Regions from separate parts of the Sus scrofa genome. Here region 1 is linked to region 2. A link is a contact called in public Hi-C data. All regions are on one chromosome and are shown on one strand. Each heading gives the region's core, a stretch centred on a gene start, on an enhancer-like site or on the middle of the called end of the contact. The rest is flanking DNA. Distances are from core to core; before and after follow the strand shown.

Region 1 (4,527 bases), core at 2-2,501, 50 kb before region 2:
CCACCCCAGGACCTTGAGCCATCTCTGCAACCAGCAGCTTGTCCTAACTCATAAATCCTGACTAGTGACGCTGACATGTCACCTTAATGTTTGTGAAGCCTGATGATTTATTGCTAAGTGCTTGGAGATCTTCAATATGAAAGGCACCCAAGGGCAGGCACCAGACACACTATTGTCATAAAAGCAAAATACTACCCCAAAACTTGGAAAAGGCAGAGGCACCATAACTTAATGCAGCAGAAAATTAAAGCAGAAGAGCAAATCAATCCTTAGACTGTAATTCCTTAATACAGAGACTGAGAGAGATCATTTTTTGAATGCCTCAGACCCCGTGCAGGATGCCCAGGTCTTTAATGGACTCGTGACTTGAGGGTGCGTGGGAGGAATGTGAATCTTTCACCTCTTCTAAACAAAAAACAGGAGCAACAACATGTATTATTATCTTAATGAATTTAAGCCAGTTAAAAGGCTTGGGCAAACCAGCCGGGTAAGTGGCTTGTTTCTGAACTGTCCTGCATTATGCCATGTTCCCTTTTCAACGTGGTTCTCCTCACTTCACCTCTGCCCTCCCAACCAACAACACCTCGGACAATGGGTCCTCCTTCTGGACCTAGAGGACGCTGAGGGGAGCCCAGTCCAGTGTTGGCAGGCGTCTGGAACTGAAGCCCTCGAGTTAGAAAAAAAAAATCCTCAGTGGTGCAGAACACATAGTTTTTGCAGGGCTGCCCCTGAGGATGAAGCAATGAAGAAACTGCTACCACAGTTTCCTATCCCCTAGACGGTAGGTAGTTGTGATGTAGTGGCAAGAGCACTGGGAGTCGTGCAATCCTACCCTCTCATAGCTTTGATACTTTAGATCGGTTCCGTAACCTTTCTGGGCTTTAGTGTCTCCATCTGAAAGGCGTGGATAACAAAACCGCCTACCTCACAAGTTGTCGTTAAAAGTAAGCGAAAGTGTGTACCTGAACTCGTTCGGCCCACTCTATAATGTATTTTAAAGACAGCTTTCGAGCCGTAACTCCTCCCCACCCCCAACCACGCACGGTACCAACCGGCAGTCGCCACTAACGTAGCCTGCCCCCCTCCTAAGGCATCATGGGCTGTGAAGTTCTTTGCTGGCCACACCCTCGTTCACGGTCACGGAAGTGAGAACTACGCCTCCCAGGATGCTGCTGTGAGGCCTCCCCCGCGGCCGCCCTCTACTCCGCCCTCCTTGCGCACAGACTCCTGGGTTATGTAGTCCTAGATCCGCACTGGCTCGCCGGCAAAAAGGCTCGGAGGAACCACAAACCCCAGAAGCCCTCGCGTCCACCCTTCTCCCTCCCCTCCTGGAGTCGGAGTGCTGTTTTTGTTGTTGGTGAAAGGTGAGGGAACAGCTGATCCGTCTGTGGGGTAAGAAACTTGGCCTAATTTGGGGGCGGTTTTATGGGGGGCCACCCCACTTTCAAGCCTGTGAAAGGATCATCTAAGGGAACCGGTAAAGGCGGGTGGAGGAGCGTTTGGGTGTTAACACTTTCCGTACTGGAGAAACCACCCCCACAGTTTTGAGAGTTCTTGGTCTCAGGGGGGCCGTGATCAAGGGGATACCCAGTCACTGTTCTCGCCTCCATCTCAGTCCTTCTTTATAAAGCTTGAAACGCTTAAGGGAGTTGAGGGAGGCCGAAGTCTGCTTATTCTCAGCCAGGCAAGACTTGGCCTCACAAACCTTCCCGTTCCCCTCTCCCCCAGCCACCCTCCGCCCCACCTCAATCTAAAGGCCTTTATGCCACTGAATTCCTGAAGGAAAACATTACAAGGTGTAGAATGTTAAAAGAACTCTGAAGCCCTACAGCGTGGGGGGATGAGACACCCCCCCCCCCCGCAAAGCAAACAACCGAATCAGGCTACACATACACACTTCAGGTGCCCAGTGCTCTCTTTCAGGCCTGGGGATATTTCCAGCTGTTAGGAATTTTTTTTGTAGGGAGTATATGGGGTTCCCCCGGCTTAGATCTTTGAGGACAATTCACCCCCTCCTGGAAAGCCAGAAGAATTGTATTTAGAAAAAACATGGGCTGGTTTTAAGTAAGGATTTTTCAGAGATAAAAATTCAGAGAAACCTCTTGTCCTCAATTCAGTCTCTATTTTGGAGGAAGAAGTAGCTTCTTTCTGTAGAGCTGGCCCATCTTGCCTTCTCTAAGGCGTTTTTGTCTTCTTTTAAAGTCTCTACCCACCTGACTTCAGCCTCAGTGTGGGTTTGTGGTGTTTGGGGGCGTGCATATGACTAGTGCCTGTGGCTGACACAGGAGGAAGATTAGTGAGCTAGAGAGGAGAAATGACAAGGGCCATCTCACAGGCCTGGCCTGAGGATTCTCTTGATTGTTATCCTTCTTCGTCCCACCCCCATTCTTTCCAGTGAATTTTCCCCACCTAGCTTGGAACATCTCTTCCTCTCAATCCCTCCTATAGCATGCCTCCAACTACCAATCTGAGCAGCTGGAAGGATTAAGGCACTTGGAATTAAGGCTTAGGGGAGCAGAGAGAAAATGGGTAGGGAAATACGAGAGCTGGGTTCACATAGAGTCAGACCAGTAGATTTCTAACCCTGCTCCTGGCAAGACCTGAAGAGAAGAATGTGAGGTTCTTTTGGAACTCTCTTTCCTTCTCTCAACATCATGTGTACCTTTCCCCATCCCAAGGCCCCTTACTTCAGTCTGTCCCTGCCCCAGGGGTGGGGCTTTCCTGGCTCCAGGCCCCCACATTCCATCTCCCCACAGCACCACGTTCCTGCTGAGTGTTTCACTCCACCCTTGAAGCAGCCGCCTCCAGCATTCTTGACTTCCTGGAGTAATGATTGAAAACCTGTCTTTCCTTATATCCTCCTTTTTGCTTTGTCTCTTGGATGAGAGTGCAAGCTTTTTTTTTTTTTTTTTTTTTAATCCATGGTAGATGACTGAGAGACAGAAAAATGAGAGGTCAGGGGCTTGGGAACTGGGCTATTCGTTCCCCCAGCCTTATTCCAGCTCTGAAGACTCACTCATTCCTTTCAGGGATAAGTTCAGGTGTCATAAATCATTCCCGGGTAGAGCTTGAGTGGGCAAGGAGACCCATTCAGGATGCCGGGGCGCTGCACCTCATTTGGAGTTTGAATTCAAGTGTCAGAAGATGGGTGGGTGGGAAATGGGACGAAAAGATGAGGCTGAAGCATTTGGAACGTTCAAGACTGTTAAGAGATGGAAAAGGCAAGACTAAGGGAGGCAGAGACTGAGGTTTGGTCAATGCACCTGTGAAGAGGGAGTCTCGAAATTAGAGCGATCCCTCTAGGAGGGGGTCTGTGATCAGAGAAGTTTCAGTGGGAGACAGGATGGAATCTGACCCAGAAGGCCAGACCTGTGCCCTCAAGACTAAGATTGATACCTTTAAAGGGTCCTATAACCCTCAGGGGCTGGAAACCAGATGTACCTATACCTCTAGGTATTGTGGCAGGAGCTGGGGGTAAGTAGGGACAGAGTTGGGAGGGGGGCAGAGAGGTGGAGGAGAGAGACTTTAGGGTATTAAATCGTTATTTCATAGGAGGGCAGACATCTGGAGGGCAGAATGGAAGAATCATCACTAAGCCGGGCACCATCCCGGGGTGGAGTCAGCTTTCTGAACGTAGCCCGGACCTACATTCCCAACACCAAGGTGGAGTGTCACTACACACTTCCCCCAGGCACCGTGCCCAGTGCCAGCGACTGGATTGGCATCTTCAAGGTATCCCTGGAACCCTTTTGGCTCAGGTTTAGGGGCCACGGGTTGGTTGGAGTGATTTGGGAACGATTTGGCTCCTGGCTCCTCAATCTCATGATGGCAGAAAAGAAGGGAGAAAGATGTCACAGATGACAGAGGCCATCTGTGTGAGCAAAGCCCATCTTCTCCCCGTCTTAGCCTTGCTCTTTCCTGACGCACCATCCTTCCACCTTCCCGTCTCTCACATCCTTGCCACTGCAACACCATCCTCCCCGCCCCCGGTCCCCTGCCCTTTTCCCCGCTCACAGCTGGTGGTGCCATCACCATACCCCTCTCCCACGGTGGGCTTTCACAGGTGGAGGCTGCCTGCGTTCGGGATTACCACACGTTTGTGTGGTCCTCGGTGCCTGAAGGTGTAACTGATGGTTCCCCCATCCACACCAGTGTCCAGTTCCAAGGTACAAGGGAAGGTGGAAAACCGGGAGGGACGAGTAAGGGGGTGGAAGTTTGGAAGACAGTGGTGGGCTCAGCAGATACAGAATCATGGGATTTTCACAGATTCAGGGATTCAGGCAGGGAAGGAACTGTTGAGGGCCACTAATCCCGCCTCCTACGGAATGTGGAATTAGAAGCTGGGGAAGAGAGAAAAGTGGCATCTTATATTAACCAAAAGATGGTCATTCAGTTCTGAAAGACCTGGGTTCGAATCTCAGCACTAATACTTAACAAGCTGTTCGACCTTTCGCAAGTTACTTATCTTCTCTGTATCTTAACAGTAAAAGGTGGGAGTTCCTGTTGTGGCTCAGCAGTTACAAATCC
Region 2 (5,106 bases), core at 1,887-4,386:
CCTTCTGTCACCCACCCTCCCGCTGATCCCTCTCTTGGAATCCTGGATTCTAATGACCCTTTTCCTTCTTCCATCTACTGTTTTCTTTCTCCAGGAGGAGGGAGGTTTACTGATGGCTCACAGTCCTGCTGTCCTGGGAACTGATTTAGCAAGAGAATGTAGACAGTCCTTCAGTCAGGGGAGTTGCCTGGTGGACTAGTGGTTAGGACTTGGCACTTTCATAGCTATGGCCTGGGTTCAATCCCTAATCAGGGAACTGAGATCCCACATCAAGCTGCTGCATGCTGTGGTCCAAAAAAAGTAGAAAGAAAGAAAAGAACATCCCTCAGTCAGTGCTCACCAGCCCCAGAAGCTTGAATTTAACAATCATAAATAAACAAGTTCTCGTGGTGGCACAGTGGAAAGGAATCTGCCTAGGAACCATGAGGTCGCAGGTTCGATCCCTGGCCTTGCTCAGTGGTTTAAGGATCTGGCATTGCGGTGAGCTGTGGTGTAGGTCATAGACATGGCTCAGATCCTTCGTTGCTGTGGCTGTTTTGTAGGCCGGCAGCTGTAGCTCTGATTGGACCCCTAGCCTGGGAACCTCCACAGGCCTTGAGTGTGGCCCTAAAAAGCAAAAAAAAGCAAAACACACACACAGACACACACAAATCATAAATAAATAGAGGAGCACAAGACCCAAGAATAGTCCTTATCGGTAGTACAAAAATACCAGTTCAACTATACACACTGCCTGTTTATCAGAAAGAAAGAGAATCCTAGCAAGTTAATAATGAACTTAGGGATCACCTACTTCTGATTTTTCCAAATGAAGTCACTGAAGCTTTGAGAGATGTAGGAGCCTGCATTACTTGGCTAGTTACTAGCAGGGCTGGGACCAGATTCCCAGTCTCCTGCCTCCAAGACAGCTGTTCTTTCCATGCCCCACGCTGCCAACATGTGCATCTAGCAAAATGCATCATAAAGTAGCCTCATCTTAAGCCACTGGGAATGAAAAACAAATTATTCGAACCCTTCCTCTTCTCTCTGGCACTTTTTTTTCCCCTTTGTATTTCTGTGTCACAGTTTCTCTCGCTCTCTCTTTTTATCACTCTTCTGTTTCCCTCTTTAATCCCTCTCTGTGTTTGGGTTTCAAATTGAACGGTGGTACGCCTGCAGAATTCTCTTGACTTTTCTTCCTAAGCAATTGTGTTTCCAGTCCAAAGGCAAACATGCATAAAGCCCATCAAGACTCTGTCTTGGTGACCTTTGTGGAAAAGAACTCTCAGAATTTCTATATGAGAGGTGTTGGACCTCCCTCCTAGCCTATCCAGTCAATTAAAATGAGTCTCTAGCCCCTCGGAGGATTGTTAACCAATCCTAAGAAAGAAAAGATCAATCTCATTTTTTCGTCACCACCGTGCAGGGAGACTGCTACCCAGTCAGAATCCGCCACTCACAGTCATTAGAAGAACTGGCCAATCAGGCCAACCTTGCTACATGGTCTGGTAGGAAAAAAAAGGAAGTGATTGGAAAATATAGTTCTGGCTCCACACCCTTTCCTTCCTGGAGCCGTTTTCCATTAGTGAAGTAAAGAACAGACCCTTGCCCAAGCTCTTGGTTAAGAAGAGACCCTTAGATAATGTCCTCTTGGATCATCATATTCTGCTATCTTTAAATTCTCCCCTCCGCACAGACCTCAACTACATTTTGCAGTCTCACCCCTATCGATTTAACCTCTGGCTTCAGACCTGATAACAATAGCCCCCAGGATTCTTAGCCCTCCCCACAGATCTCCACCCACTAACCTGTTAAATAACTTATGTGTGATTTATGTAGGTGAAAAAATTCAGTAAGTGATAGTTGAGTCTCTCAGGAGATACCATTGCAAGGAGCTTGCAATAAAGTCTCTAGGGAGCAGAGCAGAACTGAGTTGCAATCCTCCCAAATATATTACTACTACTACTAACACCAAAATAACCATTATTATTACTATTACTAGCACTTATTTAAGCTCTTACTGAGTTCCAAGCACCTTGCTAAAAGTTTCACTTTTTTTTTTTTTGCCTTTTAGGGCAGCACGTGCAGCATAAGGAAGTTACCAGACTAGGGGTCAAATGGGAGTGCAGCTGCTGGCCACAGCCACAGCCACAGCCATGCATGATCCCAGCCAGTCTGCCACCTACACCGAAGCTCACTGCAATGCGGGATCCTGAACCTACTAAGCGAGGCCAGGGATCGAACCCACAGCCTCTTGGATACAAGTCAGGTTCTTTACTGCTGAGCCACAATGGGTACTCCCAGGCTTCACATATATTATTCTACTATTTGCTGCCCAGTAAGCACTATTATTATTCCCAGTTACATAAAGGAAAATCGATATAGTGGGGTTAAACCCATTGCCTGAGGTCACACAGATTTGGGAACCCAAATGTGTGGATCTAGAGCCCAGCATTGAATGGGGGTAATAGAGAATTCAACATTGCAGACTATGACAACTTATCCAAGGAGCCAGCTTTAGCTCCCTCAAGGGTGCCTTCTCCAATCCAACTTTGGGATAGTTAGAGATATCCGAGAAGGATCTACATTGTCTCAACAAACAGCTGCACCAACCGGTTAGTCGTGGAGTCTCAAGAACTGTAGACTTTTTGTCTCCGAGGTTGCGTGGCGCGGTGGGGGTGTCTGGGGACTTCAGAGGATATCCTTGCCTACCTGTCTTTCTTTTCTCCTCTAAGCATCTTACACTGTAGCCTGGCACCTCTTGGTACTTGGTAAATACCTGTTGCTATTTTCGTAAGGATCCCAGCTCCATTCCTCACCTCCCCCCGCCTCCATCCCCACCCCAAGTGAACACCTAGAACTGAAGGGCGATCTGGGCATTTCGGGGGAACCTGTGAGAATCCTCATCGAGCTGGGATCGTGGATTTGGGAAAGGCGGGAAATCGCCCACCCTCCTCTCCTCGCCCGCTTCTCCGATTTCTCTCCACTCCTTCCCCTCCCTTTCAGGAGCTCAGGGCCATAAAAATGCAGATGGAGGATCGGTGTGAAATAACGGGCCCATATAAATCCCTCTGCCGCCCGCCTGCAAGATGGATTGGCCGCATTGAAATTCCTCCGCGAGGATAATTAAACTCGGGGCCTCATCCGGGCAAAATTACATTCCTGTAATGGCGTCGCTCGGGGTCCCGGGAAATTGCTCCGTGGGCTTTCAGCGGCGGTTTTTATCGCCGGCCGGGGTGTGCCTGGCTGCGGCTCGCCTCTCCTCCGGGACCGTAAAGCTGCTGCCGTGATTTATCCTCCCCTTCTCCCAAATCCGATTAAATGGAGGAGCTCGGGGCCGGGGCGCCGCGGGGCCCGGGAGCCGGGAGGGGGCGGCGGGAAGGACGGGGCCAAGGAGGGGAGGACAAACGGCCCCTCAGAGGGTGGCGGATTTGGCTTTATTTACAGCCGCGGCTTTCTTTTTATTTTTTATTTTTTATGGGGGTTTGGTGAGCTTTCCCCGTCTTTCTCGTGCTGCGTTCAAGCACGATGTCTGGACGGCCGGGGTTGGGCATGGGGGGAAATGGGTAGGCCTTGCTGATCTCCCCCCAAAGGGGCCGGTCAGACCCTGTCGGGGAGACAGGAAAACCCAGAAGAGGTGAGGGCCGGGAAGCCCATACTTCCTACCATCGGGGAAAGGACAAGCGAAAGGGCACGAGGGAGAAGCCGAAAGGCTTTCTTGAGAGCACCTCCTGGGGGCACTGCTTATCTCATCTCGCGTAGATGAAGCCTGGGCAGAGGCACAGCCATGCCTGGGGTGACCCTTGCAATCTCACTGCAGGTCACTGGTGCCCGTTACTCTTTGACTGTTGCAGGACTCAGGAAAGAAGGTTTAAGATCAGGGCGCTTGAGTCCTAATCACCTTTAGCCCCTATTTTCTGGTTCGCAGATGCTGGCTTTCTAATAGCTGATCACTGAAAAAAGAAAGAGGGAAATAAAGGCGAAGCCACTAGAAGCAGCTGGAACATTTTGTGGACTCCTTGCCCCTTGAACGGGTTTTCCATCCATAAAGCCAGGGTCCCAACGACCGAAGGCAGGAATCCTGTGACTTTATTTTCTTCCTGCCACATTTTAGACACTGAACCTCGGTCTCCATTGTGTGCTATTTAATACTGACATTCTGGGTAGGTTTTTTTTGGGGGGGTTGGTTTTTTGCAATGTAACTGCGCATGCTCAGAAAGGGGAAGCCAGTCCAAGATCCCTAACGCCGTGCAGAACAAACCGCAGGCCACGTTGCGGATCCGCTTACAGCTGCCCTCATTTCTGCACTCGCTGGTCTCCGCATGCAGTTTCTCCTTTCAAACGCCAGGTGGAGTGGTTGGCCGGATGCCTCAACAGAGCTGGCAGGCGGCGCTGTGGCACCTGGGCCGACCCTCAACGTTGCTATCACTCTATCCTTGGTGGAGCGACTCGTTAGTCCAGGCCGCACATGCGCCGAGGCTTCCTTTCGCTATCCCCGCCCCCTCCCCGCCCCTCTCTGTCTTCTCTGCCCTGGGAGCAGGTAAGGCCTTGGGCCCTCGTTCCCGCGTTGCGCCGCGCACGCGCGTGGGCTTCCCCCCCTTGCGCGGATGCTCTGAGGCCCTTACCCTTGCATGCTCCCGCCCCGGCCCTCATGCCCTCCCTTGCCGCCGGTATCCCCGCGCCTTGGGACGGCCCCTTCCGCGTGCCGGTGACCTCCAACCGCGCGGGCCTGGCGCCATCTTGGACGTCTCGTGGCTGGGGCGGGGGGAGGGCGCCTCTTCGGAGCTGGCGAAAGTCGGAGCCGCAGTGCGCCTTTCACCTGACCGGGCTCATCTTTTCAAACCCTCTTTTCTTTCCCTCGTGCCCTTTCAGAGCTGTCACAACGCCCGGACTCTCCTTATCTTTGCTTTTTTTCTTATCCTCAATCGTGCCTTCCTAATCCTGTAACCTCCAGATTTTGGTCCCCTGAACTCAGGTGCCGAGCAATGGAAATAGTGGCTCGGCTAGAGCCACCAGTCCTTTTAGTCAACACCCCTCAATTTAAAACGTAAGCTGTGGAAACGGTAGAAAGGAATAGAACAGCCAAGACATTCCCTCCCTTCAGGCTGTGTCCCGGGAGAGCTGTGG

Evidence for each region. Hi-C and Micro-C count contacts between places; a contact is called where the count stands out from the background.
Region 1: a Hi-C map of liver shows a contact between it and region 2, with 6 times the contacts expected there. The contact joins the promoter of CALCOCO1 here to the promoter of ATP5G2 in region 2. A contact is called at or near these places in 4 of 47 Hi-C or Micro-C datasets (epiblast stem cells, heart right ventricle, liver and 1 more).

The regions. Positions count from the first base shown.
Region 1 is chr5:18,927,126-18,931,652 of Sscrofa11.1, reverse strand. CALCOCO1 (calcium-binding and coiled-coil domain-containing protein 1) reads left to right here and starts at 1,251. Exons shown (of 15, transcript XM_005652574.3): 1 at 1,251-1,392; 2 at 3,553-3,732; 3 at 4,064-4,166. The coding sequence starts at 3,577. It overlaps LOC106507255 (a long non-coding RNA gene), which reads right to left and starts at 1,045. Exons shown (of 4, transcript XR_002343963.1): 1 at 963-1,045.
Region 2 is chr5:18,877,963-18,883,068 of Sscrofa11.1, reverse strand. ATP5G2 (ATP synthase F(0) complex subunit C2, mitochondrial) reads left to right here and starts at 3,136. Exons shown (of 5, transcript XM_021091719.1): 1 at 3,136-5,106.